Linked DNA regions of Zea mays: region 1 is linked to region 2. Evidence: chromatin contacts called from public Hi-C data. All regions are on one chromosome and are shown on one strand. The core of a region is the stretch at or near the end of the contact, and the rest is flanking DNA. Distances in the headings are between cores, read along the strand shown.

What was found. A called contact is a pair of places that touch in the nucleus more often than the background predicts.
Region 1: a Hi-C map of ear shows a contact between it and region 2, with 2.8 times the contacts expected there. The contact joins the promoter of LOC100383342 here to the promoter of LOC100277467 in region 2. A contact is called at or near these places in 3 of 25 Hi-C or Micro-C datasets (ear and leaf).

What each region holds. Positions count from the first base shown.
Region 1 is chr2:224,782,761-224,790,204 of Zm-B73-REFERENCE-NAM-5.0, forward strand. It overlaps LOC100383342 (D-alanine--D-alanine ligase family), which reads left to right and starts at 1,454. Exons shown (of 24, transcript XM_008672460.3): 1 at 1,454-1,972; 2 at 2,616-2,687; 3 at 3,258-3,301; 4 at 3,391-3,502; 5 at 3,698-3,769; 6 at 4,200-4,262; 7 at 4,652-4,729; 8 at 4,809-4,901; 9 at 4,990-5,109; 10 at 5,290-5,373; 11 at 7,125-7,340; 12 at 7,429-7,444. The coding sequence starts at 1,658.
Region 2 is chr2:224,638,665-224,645,722 of Zm-B73-REFERENCE-NAM-5.0, forward strand. It overlaps LOC100277467 (DUF3511 domain protein), which reads right to left and starts at 5,554. Exons shown (of 1, transcript XM_008672457.4): 1 at 4,373-5,554. The coding sequence starts at 4,832. The coding sequence ends at 4,584. LOC103647954 reads left to right here and starts at 1,787. Exons shown (of 2, transcript NM_001346997.2): 1 at 1,787-2,523; 2 at 2,796-4,414. The coding sequence starts at 2,449. The coding sequence ends at 4,370.

The sequences.
Region 1 (7,444 bases), core at 204-2,703, 140 kb after region 2:
TTCCCGCGGCCGACCAGGATGCGATTCCTGCACCAGATCAGCAGCCACCATTGTGGCCTCAGTATCAGCCATCAACATGGCCTCAGAAGGAGATCCACCACCGCACACACCATCATCAGATACCCCTCCAACCACAGAAAACGCAGCAGGCAATTTGTCCACCAACACACCATCTAGTGAGCCACCATTCACAACCTTCATGGGACAATCAGTAGGAGATTCAGCCACCATGTCAATAGAAATGCCATCAGCTGCTCCTTCCAAGTATTCGCCATCTTCCTCCGCGAGAACTTTGTCAACACAAAAGTCAAGCGACATATCCACGACTATATCCATAATTTCATTTGCCATTTTCCTGATCTTTTCCTCCGTATCTACTCCATGCTCAAGTGCCAAAACAGGGGCTGCAGAGGTGCCACCAGGGGCAGCCCCACCCATTCCCATAGAAGTGTCACTTCCATTTTGGCAGCGAGAGAGGTCCTTCTTAGAGCGCTTCCCCTCTCTGTCCAAGCTACTGCTATCATTGGGATCATCTTCATCCATGTTCTCATTGTCGCCATCATTTCCATCCCCAAAATTCTGGTTTACTTCATCACCGTTTTCATCAAAACCCACTGATTCGACCTCGAATCTTAATTCAAAGTAGTGGTCGCCGATAACAGCATCCAACTTTGTCGGCAACAACTTGGGATCCAACACAGCAACCAACACCCGGCCAAAATTGTTCTTGCGAGTAGTTTCCATATCAACCGTTTGTGTAGACCCAAGCATAGACCTAATGGCCCAGAGATTCAAAAATTCTCTCAATTTCTTCCTGATTCCGGTGACCCGAATCCAAACCTTAGGTAACAGAAAACCTTCCTCCTCCTCATGCCATTCCTGAAATTGCATCCTTGTCCCCATGGGCACATTTTTATCCCGGACATCCGCACCCCCAAAGGCAATGACCCTCTGTAGCTCATTCTTAGATGGAAACGTGACAATGAAAGAGTTCTGCTCATGAACAACAGGTTCCCAATTCCACTTACTTGAAACAACACGTTGCAATTGCGCCACCAACTGATCACCCGAAAGAGTACTACCAACAACCGTAACAAGGGCTGTTTTGGAATCCTTTTTCCTGAGAGTGGCGGATGAGGTATATGATAGAAACCCAAGCCAGACATCTATTGTTAGCTTTTAACACTCATCTTTGAATTTGTTATGCTAAAGTTTAGTTAAAAGTATAGTGACAAACTTTAGCATGCACCATAGATGTAAAGTTCAAGCAATAAACATAGGGGGCATCGTAATCATAATAAGCCGACGTACTACAGGCAATTGCCGCCCCGGAACTAAAATATGAGACGGCCGTCCAAATTATTATTATTAACAACAATATGAGACTGGACGGGATGACACAAATAACGTTGATCATGAAATGCCTCTTTGGCATTGCACCATCGCCAGCCAGGGGAAGACGACGAGCCGGCGCCGGCCGCTTCCTCCGCTACAAAAAGGGATATGGGCCTGGGCGTTGCCACGCCTTCCGCACTTCACATCGCTCTCCCGCTTTCCCACTCCCGCGTCGGCTCCCAGCACCAGCTACTCCTCCACGGTGCACGGCCGCATCAGCACGATCGCTGCCTAGCCTGCCTGCCTGCCCTGCTCCCCCACCATGCTGCTCTCGCGTCCCCAAACCCTGCCCCTGCCCCGGGCCCGGCTCTCTTCCCCGACCCTTCGCCACCTCCGCGCCCTCGCCGCGCCGCTCCGCGCGCTCGTCTCGTCCCCGCCACTAGGGTTCACGTCCGCGGCGCGAGGCCCCGCTCCGCTCCGCGCGGCGGTGTCCGAGTCCGATCGCGAGCAGCGGGAGGCTGGGGTGGAGGCGGGGGAGCAGGGGAGGCCGCTCCGCGTCGGCCTCGTCTGCGGCGGGCCCTCCGGCGAGAGGGGCGTCTCCCTCAACTCCGCGCGCTCGGTGCTGGATCACATCCAGGTATGCGGTCCGCACTCACGCGTCTGTTTCGCCTCGCTTGTTGAGTTCAAATACTGATACCGTTGCCGTTCGTGGCGCGGAGACGCGCGGGTTTGAGAAGACATAGCGACGCGTTACTGGGAGTTGGATTCGAGCTGCTGCCGCTTTGACTTTTGAGCTACACTTTCTGTGAGACTAGTGCCGTTGCTTATTGCTTTGATGATTCGGGTCAGCGCCGCCCGCCCAGGGGCCAAGGGGTCACTGACTACTGCGATGACCAGACCACTCTTTTTTTAACAGAGTAGAACCCCATTTCTATTAAGAATAATTAGATCTATACCATTAAAATATTACAATTTTAGATATATAACATTGGCTTCACATATCATTCACTCATGTGGATCCCACATATAAATGAGATATCAATGATATATATCAAAAGTTGTAATACATATCCAAATTTCCCGTTCTATTAATTTGCATAACAGAAATGCATACATTTGAGTTTTAGAGAGAGCTACAGAGCTCACTCATCATTTCTGCTAGGAACTAGTAGTGCTTCGAACTTGATGCCGACTGTACTGTGTAGTGTGCACCGAAACCATTCGCGCCTGTGTGCTGCCTCGTCACTCGCGTTCGTATTCCCTTTCATGGTCCAATGCAGGGAGAGGATTTGGTCGTCTGCTGCTACTACATTGACTGTGCTATGAAGGCCTTCGCGATATCTCCTGCGCAGGTGACGTCACGTGCTCGGATTCTCTTGGCTGTTAATAATAATAATAATAATAATAATGCTATAACCAGAATATACTCTGGTGAGTGGTGGTTGTGCTGTCTGTGTCATTTTTTAATTGAGTTGGTCACACACTATTTTTTTATAGCAACTCTCCCTAGTTGCTTGTCTGTTAGTGTTATTTATAGAGACCCCCTGATCGAGGAACCAAGCTCTGCTCAGCTTAGCAACAGAATTTTCTCAATTTTTGTTAGTTTTAGAAAACCCTGTGGTCAGCTCAAACTTTTTCTTTTGCGATTCCAAGGTGCTCAGCTTATATGGATTTCTGCACCTTCACTGGGGATAGTTACATTTATTCGAGCAACTTCAATATACTGTAATAAGATAAAGGTTCCCTTGGTTGAATTTGGTTAACAATTGCATGTTCTGTTTTGCTGAAGCTAGTACCTAAATGACAAAGCCTTTTATCTTTTATAAAGTTGTTTGAGACATGTACTTCGGTTGCTAGTTGCTATTTTACAAACTCGTATTCAGTCAGAGTAATATAACTGTTCCACATGTTTTGCCCCACAGCTATATTCCAACACACCTTCGGATTTTGACTTCAAACTTGAAAGGTAAACCTGTTGATAGACAATTCTTGTTTCTTGCTAATATTATCATTCCAATTTATTTTCTTTTTCATTTTTAAGCTTCACTTCTGCAGTTTAGCCCAAGAATTTGATTCCCTATCTGACTTCGCGGAGCATCTCGCCACAAATGTTGACATTGTCTTCCCAGTGATCCATGGGAAATTTGGTGAAGATGGAGGCATTCAGGTTTGTTAGTACCAGTGAAATCTGGTTTACAAGGGAAAAAAATCAATTCATGCCCGTTAATTCTATGATTCACTTGGCATTGCACTAGCTAGTGTTTGAATGGTTCTTAGTTGACTGCTGTTTACACACTCACCTGTTAACTTAATATTTGTGGGTGTGACATCCATATGTTCGTAATCTCTTTGAAATATTCAGGAGCTTTTGGAGAAAGCAAATGTTCCATTTGTTGGGACACCCTCTAAGGAATGCCAGCGTGCTTTTGACAAGGTACATTGTATGTTTCTTTCATTATTGCTCTTGACAATATATGTCATCAGCTTCTCCCTACCATCCTTCTATGTAGTTGCATACTTGGATTAGCCCCCTGTTCAGTGCCATCCCCATCCCAGCTTTTTCTGAATTGATGGGAAAGTATTCTAGCATTATCCGTGAAACTTGTCTGCTGATTATGGATATTGTGGAACTTAATAGGACAAATTGTTCCATGTATTGAGCAATTGGAGTTTATAAAATGTCATCCAGTGGGTAGGTTAAAACTCAAAAAAATCGCTACAATGTACGATCTTCTAAAGATGCTATGTGAAATGTGACGTGTCCACCAATATCTTGTTTTTTCGCTATTGTAACTTGTAATTTCATTTAATGTCAGTGGATCCATTTGTTCTGTTCCTGATTTTAATCTTGAACATGGCTGCAGCATAATGCGTCGCTCGAGCTCAACGCACAAGGTTTCTTAACAGTGCCCAACTTTCTTGTGGAGGTAAGGTTTGTTTGTCATTTCATAGTGCGCTCACCGCTCAATGTGATATGCACTATATCTTTATTAATGGGCATAATATGTAATTTAGTTGAAAAACAGGCATTGAGAGTCAAAAAAATTTAATCTTGGGCACTATGCTTTTTTATGCTACATATATTTGAAAATAAGTTTTGGTTTAATTGATCTGTCGCTTCCAGTGGACTGAATCTTAATTAATACTTGGAAAAAGTAACAAAAGATTTTCTTGTCTGTCACAATATTACCACAGTAGTTAAGCAAAAATGGGAGTGTGGTCACTAATTCTGATGCTCTTCTTTGGTGACCTGATCATGTATCCTGTAATTTCTGTTCAAAAAATGTATCCTGCAATCGTGTCTATCACAAATCAGAAGGACAAGTTGGCTAAGCCGGAGTTAGAGGCATGGTTCCAAACCGTCAATCTGAACAAAGAAAATGGCAAAACGATTGTAAGTAATAATGTTTTACTTTAAAGATTGTTTTCAGGGTTGGATTGGTGAAGGGATAACTTCTGATATGCTTGCACAGGTCAAACCTACAAGGGCTGGGTCAAGCATTGGCGTAGTTGTTGCTTATGGTGTGAATGATGCTGCCCAGAAAGCTGAGGAAATTATTTCAGAGGTGCAGAAACTTTCTACTATACTTCTGGAATCATTCAGGTTAAACTCAGTAATAATTTTGAGACCTGAAATCCTCTGCTGATTGACAGGGAATTGATGATAAAGTTATCATAGAGGTTTTCATTGAAGGGGGCACTGAGTTTACAGCCATCGTGGTTGATGTTGGGATTGCTAACAACAGTGAGCCTGTTGTTCTGCTTCCAACAGAAGTATGTCTTCATTTACTTATCTGTTGTTCTGTCATGCTGGAGACATTGTAACAACTTGACCAAATATAACGGATGGTCCTCTTAGGACAAAAGAAATATGATGTTATCTATTGACAAGTTTAAACTGAATGTGTTAGATAACCTGAATTAGCCTATTTTATTTTCCTTTCCTTTTTGCAGGTTGAGCTTCAGTACTCCAACAATAGTGATACCAAGGAGGACACAATATTTAACTACCGCAAGAAGTACCTTCCAAGTCGACAGGTATACTAAAATACAAGTTCTAGGGCTCATTTGAAATGAACTTACAGAACTTCCTGTGACAAGGCCTCTATCAAATAATTCCATTTTTTCACAATCATGGTTTTCTTATGTCATGGGGTGGTAGCCCAGGGCATGGAGGCCATATGGATAGGCTCAGGGTTAGGATTAGTCGATAAATATTATATTATATAAGATTGAGTTAGTTACTTGGGATTAGATTAGATAAGATTGAGTTAGTTACTTGGGATTAAATTAGATAAGATTGAGTTAGTTACTTGGGAGCCAAGTCTTCCTATCTATATAAGGATGGGTTGTACCTCCTTAAAGGGGAATCAAGGGAGGAATCAATGAAGAAGAATTAGTCCCATCCCATATCTCTCTAATAGTCTAGTCCCCCCCTCCTCCCAAGTCGACTCCGGCCGACTATCTTCCCGTGTTGTTTATCCCGTTATGAACTATGATCCATAACATCTCCCCCAAGCTGATTCCGCCCGGCTATCTTCCCGACGTTGTTTATCTCGTTATGAACTAGGATCTATAACATTTGGTATCATGAGTCAGGGATCCTTTTCCATGACTTCTGTTGCGGACGATCTCCGCACCTGGCATGAGGACCTGGCTTGTGCCAGGGCAGATCTAGAGCAGGCCCGATCTGTTATCCTCCAGCTCCGTGATCTACTCGCGGCAAAGGTCAAGTCTGACCAACGATCAGCGGCGGCAACCCGACTGCAGGCGGCTGCGCGTGGCTTCCTGGCGCGACGCCTAGTGCAGAAAGTTGCGGCAGCGGCGCGGCTGCAAGCAGCGGCTTGCCGTCTTCAGGCTACGGCACGAGGCTTCCTAGCACGGCGTGAAGCACGGCAAGCGGCAGTGCGGCTACAGGCTGCGGTCCGCCGTTCCCTAGCACAGTGACTTGCATGATATTGCATGTTGAACAACACGCGACACATGTGGCGGCAAGGCCTTCGGCAGGGTTGGCTGATCCTCCACTCCAGGTCACCGTCCTGATCCATAGCCATGTGGACAGCAAGAACACATTTGGTTGGGTGGCGCTGTCTCCACTGGAACTCGCGGCAGCTCAAGCCGTAGGACCGGTGAGCTTCCACGTCTTGGCCTTTGCAGCCTGGACGAGGTTGTTCCCATGGGATCTAGGAGGACCAACCTTGGCATATGTTAGGTTCTTTATTTTATTTGCAAATAAATTAAAGCTGAGATGTAAAAGGCTTCTAAGTTAGGGTTGCACTTTCACGTGTAGATCAAGTTAGATAGCAAGAGTGTTGCCATACACCCCATTACAGCTCGAGGACGAGCTGTCTTCGAAGGGTGGGGGAATGTCATGGGGTGGCAGCCCAGGGCATGGAGGCCATAGGGATAGGTTCAGTGTTAGGATTAGTGGATAAATATTAGATTTGATAAGATTGAGTTAGTTACTTGAGATTAAATTAAATAAGATTGAGTTAGTTACTTGGGATTAGATTAGATAAGATTGAGTTAGTTACTTGGGATTAGATTAGATAAGATCGAGTTAGTTACTTGAGGGGCCAAGTCTTCCTATCTATATAAGGATGGGATGTACCTCTTTAAGGAGCTTAAGGAATCAATGAAGAAGAATTAGTCTTAGATCTCTCTAATAGTCTAGTCCCCCAAGCCGACTCCGCCCGTTTATCTTCTCGGCGTTGTTTATCCCGTTATGAACTAGGATCCATAACATCTTACACAAGGATCAACTAAAGCATTCATTGATCTCTTCCCAGGTTGCTTATCATTCTCCTCCACGTTTTCCGGCAGAGGTGATCGATTGTATAAGACAAGGAATTTCTCTTTTATTTTGTCGCCTTGGCCTGCATGACTATGCAAGGATAGATGGTTGGTTTTTACCTTCTCCTGTTGCTTCTTTACCCCCAGCTGAAAATAGTGACAAATTTGGAAATACCAAGTATGGAAGTGTTCTTTTCACGGATATCAATTTGGTAAGCATGCTCTTATTGCTCTTTGTTCTCAAGTTTGGATCATGTCCTTCAATATCTAGTGCATGATACCTGTTGTATTGTCTAACAGATAAGTGGGATGGAGC
Region 2 (7,058 bases), core at 4,304-6,803:
TGGCTTCAACTCTGAGATGTAGACAATTTTATAAGCTTTCCAAAAAGTCCAAGATCATCAAAATCGGAGTTCGGAGCTAAAAGTTATGCCCATAATACGAAGTCGGAATTGCTGAAAAACTGCAGTAGCATATGGGATGTCCGGTGCACACTGGCCTGTCCGGTGTGCCAAATTTACTCAAACTGATATGGCTTCAACTCTGGGATGTAGAGAATTTCATAAGCTTTCCAAAAAGTACAAGATCATCGAAATCGGAGTTCGGAGCTAAAAGTTACGGCCAAAATACGACAAGCGGACATGGGCTGTCCGGTGCACACCGGACCGTCCGGTGCGCCATGTCCGGTGCGCCATCTTCGGAAGCTCAAACGGCTACTTTTAACGGCTAGTACACGTGGGATGTCCGGTGCACCACCGGACAGTCCGGTGCACCTGTCCGGTGCGCCGCAGAAAGCTGCAGAACTGCTTTCCAACGGCTATATTTGAGTTGGGGCCTATATATACTTCACCCAACCGGCCATTTGGAGGTGTGGGAGCCCAAGAAACATACCAAGGCATATTGTAGACATTTCCAAGTGCTCAAACACCCAAGTGCTTAATAGAATCACTCGGTGATTAGCGTAGGTGCTTTGTGAAGTGCTTAAGTTAGTTAGACCGCATTAGCGCTTGCTCTAGGTGAATCCTAGTTAGTTGAGTGAGTTTTGTAAAACCACACAACCCCTCGGCTCTTGCGTGAGTCGTTGTAATTGTACCGAGTGGGGCGAGAGTCTTGCGAGACCGTGACAACCGCGTTTGTGTCACGGCCGCCACCGTGTACCGGAGGGAACGAGGCCCGCGGCGTTTCGGCCGGAAGCTCGATAGTGGAGACGGCGGGGAGCGTCCGAGAGGAGCCGGAAGCGGAGCACCACTTGCGCGTGGAGAAGGCCCGCGGCTCTCTACGGAGTTACTCGACCGAGGTGCTTGGCCCTCGCGTGGGCTTCCCTTTGCGTAGGGGCACCAACGAGGATTAGTCGGGACCTTGCGTGGTTCCGGATACCTCGGTAAAAATACCGGCGTCATCCACGAGAGTTTGCTTCTCTACCTAGCTCTTTACTTTCCATATTTATATTAAGCATTTAAGTTTCAATCTTGTAGTCATACTTGTTTAGTGTAGATTGAAACTTAACCTTTGCGGTAGAGATAGCAACACTTAGACAAAACCTAGTTTGCACACTCTAGTTTGATTACTTGCAAAGGTTTTGCTCTAGGGATTTAATTGTGGCCTAGTTTAGTAAAAGTTTTGGAAGTCCTAATTCACCCCCCTCTTAGGCGTCACCCGTTTCCTACACGCTTCACCAGCAGTCTTGAAGAGGCGCGACCAAAGATTTATATGGGAATGAATAACGACACGCGATGAGGCTTTTACCGAGGGAGAACTATTCCATTTTACCCCAACGCAACGACTCCTTTCGAGAGAATACATCTGTAACCGACTTCTCCTTGATTTATAAAAGGAAGGCCAACTCAACGGAAGGGGGGCCGAAGGGGGAACCAACACACGCTACGTAGATCCTCTAGCCGAACAACCCTTAGAGACTTGGGATTCTTTACTCTCTCGTCCGTTTGTAACCCTTACTACGTGTAATCAGGTGTCGGTAGCGTGAGCTACCGAAAACTGAAAGTAGGGACGTTTAGCCCGAACAAGTATAAATATTGCGTCAACTGAGCACGTCATCTGGATCTAAAACGTGTATACACAAGTTTCATCATTGGTGCTAGTTCGAAACACCGATAAATATGATATTTTTTCACCGTGTATAATTTATCCCTAGTTCATTTAGCGGTTATCTTAGGAATTAATTCAGTCTTTACTCTTTAAAATGTGTAGTTATGTACCAAAAGCAACAACAAAAGTAGAAGTAGTGAGTGAGATGCGGAGGGAGTTGAGTTGCTAACTGCCGGAACACATGGGCTTAAGGCTGGATAATGCTGCTCCTTCCTGCTCTGCTGGAAGAGACCCTGCTGGAAAGACCACGCTGACACTGCCCTCCACATGTGAACACCATGGGAGGGGAGGCGTATGCCACAATGCACACCTGCCGTGCCCATTCCCAACCATAGCCAACCCCCTGTCGTCTTCCGCTTCAAAAAAAAAAAAAAAACTGGCTCATCCACAGCAAAGCCAGCCACGGGCATCTCTTCCAGCTAGGAACTTGGAGGATCGATGCTTTCTTTGTCACAAAGCAAAACCAGTCAGCAGCACTCTGTCTCAACTCTCATCCCTCCCTCCCTCCGTTTTATTTCAGTCTAGGCTCCAAGCTGGCATTTCGGATCCATCAATCAATTTGGCAGGCACCGTGCAACAAGAAAACTTAGAGACGCTGTAGAGGATCTCATCTCCACCCCGTTGTTGCCATTGCCGGTGCTACTATAGAGGAGGAGTATATCTTTTTGGTTGATGCGCGGGACGCAATGGCGCCGCCGCCGCCGCCCCCTTCCTCCGCTCCGACCAAGAATCGCATCAGGTGGCTGCGAGGCAACAAGAAGGTTCGTGCCCGCATTGCTCCCCTCCCCCACTCACCTCTACTCTCGTCTCGTCCGTCCATGCCTGCCCGGTTTCGCCTTCTGTAATCCCGAGAGGAGTGCCAGCCTTGCTGATCGATCCACTTCCGTGATGGCGAGACGTTCGTGATTCGAGGACGGACCCTCGTCCTCTTCCGTGATGCCTTCTGTTTGCGTGGACGGCTTGGTTGTTCTTTTCCGCCACAAATTTTCGTTTCAGTGTTGGAAGGCCACGCGTTGATTGCGATGTGCGACAGGTGGTCGACAGGTACCTCGGCGAGGCGCGGGCGGCTCTCGCTGCGGCGGCGCAGGACACCGAGGATGCGGACGACGCGGCGGCGGCGGCGCTCGGCCTGGTGACCGTCGCCCTGGAGATGTCGCCGCGGGCCGAGGCGGCGCTGGAGCTCCGGGCGCGGGCGCTCCTCGCGCTCAGGCGCTACCGCGACGTCGCCGACATGCTCTGCGACTACATCCCCAGCTGCTGCGCCAAGTCGTGCTCGGCCGACGACGCCACCACCGCCTCGTCCTCCTCATCCTGCTCGTCTGGCTCCGGGGCAGATCTCCTGTCACCGGACCACGACCGCCCCGACGCTGGCCGCTTCCTGTGCTGCCTCGACGTGTCCGGCCTCAAGCGCCGCCTGGTCGCCACCTTCTCCAGCATCCACGCCCACCAGTGGAGGTACTTGGTCCTGGGCCAGGCTTGCTTCCACCTCGGCCTGATGGAGGACGCGTTGGTGCTTCTCCAAACCGGTCGCCGCCTCGCCTCCGCGGCGTTCCGGCGCGAGAGCGTGTGCTGGTCGGAGGACAGGTTCCCGCCCCCGTCGAACCTGCTGGCGCCCGCCAATACAAGGGCGGAGTCCGTGTCGCAGCTGCTGGCGCACGTGAAGCTGCTCCTCCGCCGCCGCGCCGCCGCGGTGGCGGCGCTGGACGCCGGCTTCCCCGGCGAGGCCGTGCGCCATTTCAACAAGGTGCTCGACACGCGCCGCAGCGTGCTGCCGCACCCCTTCGCCACGGCCTGCCTCGTGGGCCGCGCCGCGGCGTTCCGCTCGGCGGGGCGCCCCGCGGACGCCATCGCGGACTGCAACCGCGCGCTGGCGCTGGACCCGGCCTATATCCCAGCGCTGCGCGCGCGTGCCGACGTGCTGGAGTCGGTCGGGGCGCTTCCGGACTGCCTCCGGGACCTCGACCACCTGAAGCTCCTGTACGACGCCGCGCTCCGGGACGGCAAGCTGCCAGGCCCGTGCTGGCGCCCGCAGGGCGGCATCCGGTTCGCGGAGATCGCGGGCGCGCACCGCACGCTCACCGCGCGCATCCAGCAGCTCCGCGGCCGCGTCGCCGCCGGCGTCGACTACTACGCACTCCTCGGGGTGCGGCGCGGGTGCACGCGGTCGGAGCTGGAGCGCGCGCACCTGGTGCTGACGCTGAAGCTGAAGCCCGAGCGGTCGGTGTCGTTCGCGGAGAGGATGGAGCTCGTGGACGAGCACCGGGACCTGGAGGCGGTGCGCGACCAGGCGCGCATGTCGGCGCTGTTTCTGTACCGGATGCTGCAGAAGGGCTACTCGTTCATCATGTCGGCGGTGCTGGAGGAGAGAGGCAAGGACGCCGCTGCCACGGCAGGGCCGGAGGAAGAAGAAAAAGAGGTGGTGGCAACAGTGCAAGGGAGTGCCACTGCAAACGGTGGCAACATGCCTATGGCGACTGCAGCCACACCACCATTGATCCCGCCGTTCCATGGCGTGTTCTGCCGCGACATGGCGGTGGTGGGCACCCTGCTGTCCCGAGGCGGGTTCGACCGTCCGATTCCGGTGAATTGCGAGGCAATGAGCTGCTGATATGATGAACTTTGCTCTAGTGGCTGATTTGTTTCGGATTAAAACCGGGTTCAGAATGGATCATGCACATACATGTGACAACAACAACAACAACAACAACAAGAAGCTGGTAAATGGAAATGGATCCTGAACAGGTAAAAACACAATGCAATGCAATGCAAGCGCACAAGGAAAGGAACCGACGACATGCTCAGCTCAGCTCTGCTCTACTAGCTAGTTGTGAATGGCGGCGATGCGGTCGCACTTGGCCTTGACCCATCGGATGCCCCGGCGGATGGACGCCTTCACCTTGCCTTCCACCGCGTACGCCTTGTAGCTGGCCACCCGCCTCCGCCGCTTCATCTCCGCCGGGTCGCCGCCAACACCCAGCACGCTCCACGCGGCCAACCACTTCCCACCCGCCTTCACCTTACGCTGCTGATCCTCGCCGGCGACGTGGTAGGGCCGGTACGACGGCGCCATTCCTTCTTCCTCGACCTCCTGAGCTCCTTGGACTAGAGAAGGGAGTGGATTTGGATGGTCGACGAGACGCGAGGCAGGCTGACGATGCTTGCTTTGCTGCTGCAAGGAGGAATAAATGGAGCTCAGGGATTCTTGTCCGGCAGCGGCAGTAGGAGCATCCTATGCTTTGCACACAATCCATTCATCATCCATCACCACACAATCCATTCTCCAAACTTCAATATATGAACAATGCATATTGTACTACAAAATATTATTTTACACAACCATATACACGATCTGCTGGATATTATCTTATAATCTAGTAGATGACTCATCTATCCTTTTATAATCCAAGAAGAGGACTCATCTATCCTTTTTATAATCCAAGAAGAGGACGGTTTATAGACATGTTTCCTTTACCATCCAGACTATCTTATTACATAGATATCTACAAATCTGATAAGATCCTGCATCTTTGATTTTTTTTTGACGAGCCAAGTGTCTCTCTAACATGTGGGGCGAGTCCCTGGATAGCGTAGTCGAGCTCACAGACCCACTTGTCATGGTCTTTATTAGTTGATGTATTTTTAGTACCCTGATAAATATTCTTAACAATTGGAGCACAAATATCTTGCACCAGTTCATCTCCACCTACTATTGGTGCAATATGACAGACATACTTCACTGGATGACAGAAGGCAGGCACTATAGGCTTGACTTTATCACTTTTGTTCGTTTGTTGGGCTTCATTTCGATGGACATGTGTTTTGCTAAGTTTCATGATAAAAGGAATCTGATTGAACGTGAAATCACCTTCGTGTATGTCAACCCCACAACAGTTGATGCTCTTGTGAGAGATCTAAAGCCCTTATATGTTCTACAACCTTTTCCTCTAGAACATCAACCCCAAGATAGGATCAACTTGCAATCCCTATGGGTAGGATCAATTTCCAATCTCTATGGATATGCAAGAAATCTTATGGCAAGGTTTGGTCCTAGTGGCGCTCCCTTCTTGGTCTCTCATTTCATCTGGAATGAGTTACAGTTTGTGATCGAGGATTCCCACAAGACGTTCCCTATGCGCCTCATGTAATGTTTATCAATGAGCGGGTGATAGGATTTATCTTTCCACATGATGGTCTACATGAGACTTTCAGAGTAGAAAGGACTCACTCCTCTACCTATGTTGACCCTAGCCAACATCTTCTACTAGTGGTTGCCCTAGGGCATCGTTTGGAGGTGATCGTCCTCTCAGTTCTTTTGCCAGCGACTAACCTGTGTCCTCCTGCCCTTCTTCCTCTTCTCATAGGAAGAAGAGCAAGCTTCCACATTAGCTAAGTGCCATTTTTGGGACATGTTAATATACAACCAACGTGACCTATGAGGCATGGCTTGAGATTCGTGAGCTGCATAAACGCTCTGTCCTACCTCCTCTCGAGGCTCCTCCTCCTGCTTACAGTGATATATCCATTGGCCGACAGGATTCTCTAGTTACACTTCTACTTCTCACAAAGACGGTCACGCAGTTGTTTCGGATGATGTCGATGATGGTGATGGTGATGGTGGTGGTGCACAGGGAGGAGACGACATTCCATGGGACACGGTAGGGGTTGAGGATGATTCACTTCTTATTTCCTCTTCTTTTTCCTTTTTGGTGCTTGGTGCCAAAGAGGATAAGTGTTGACGATGGGAAAGGGTTCAATTTCTTTCTATTGTCATGGACGTTCTCAGCATTCTTAGATGTGTGAGATGAGAAATATTAGAGTTAGGATAGCGCTCTGTGCATTCTAAACTTGGTTTGTAATAATTATTCTCTCACTCTTTATGTTGAACCTATCTACATTTATATATAAGCATGTTTCATTACTCCATATGTCGGGTACCTGAGAACGGGTACCCAAAGAAGGCCCAAAAGACCCCCAAAGATGGCCCACTAACCGACCGACCCACCAGCCGAACAACCTGGCGGGTCGAAATTGCCGACCAACCTACCTGCCGAGCAACACTATCGAGCAACTCAGCGAGGCGGGGCTACCGATCAACCTGCCTACCGAGCAACCAACGAGGCTGGGTTGTCGTCAACCTGCCTGCCGAGCAACCCAGCGAGGTGGGGCTGCCAACCAACCTGCCTGCCGAGAAACCTAGTAAGATGACAACCGGCTCTCAAACGAACACCTCTGCAGGGGAAGAGCAGACCTAGTACTATCAAGCCACAACGGTACAATGATACATATCATCATCAAG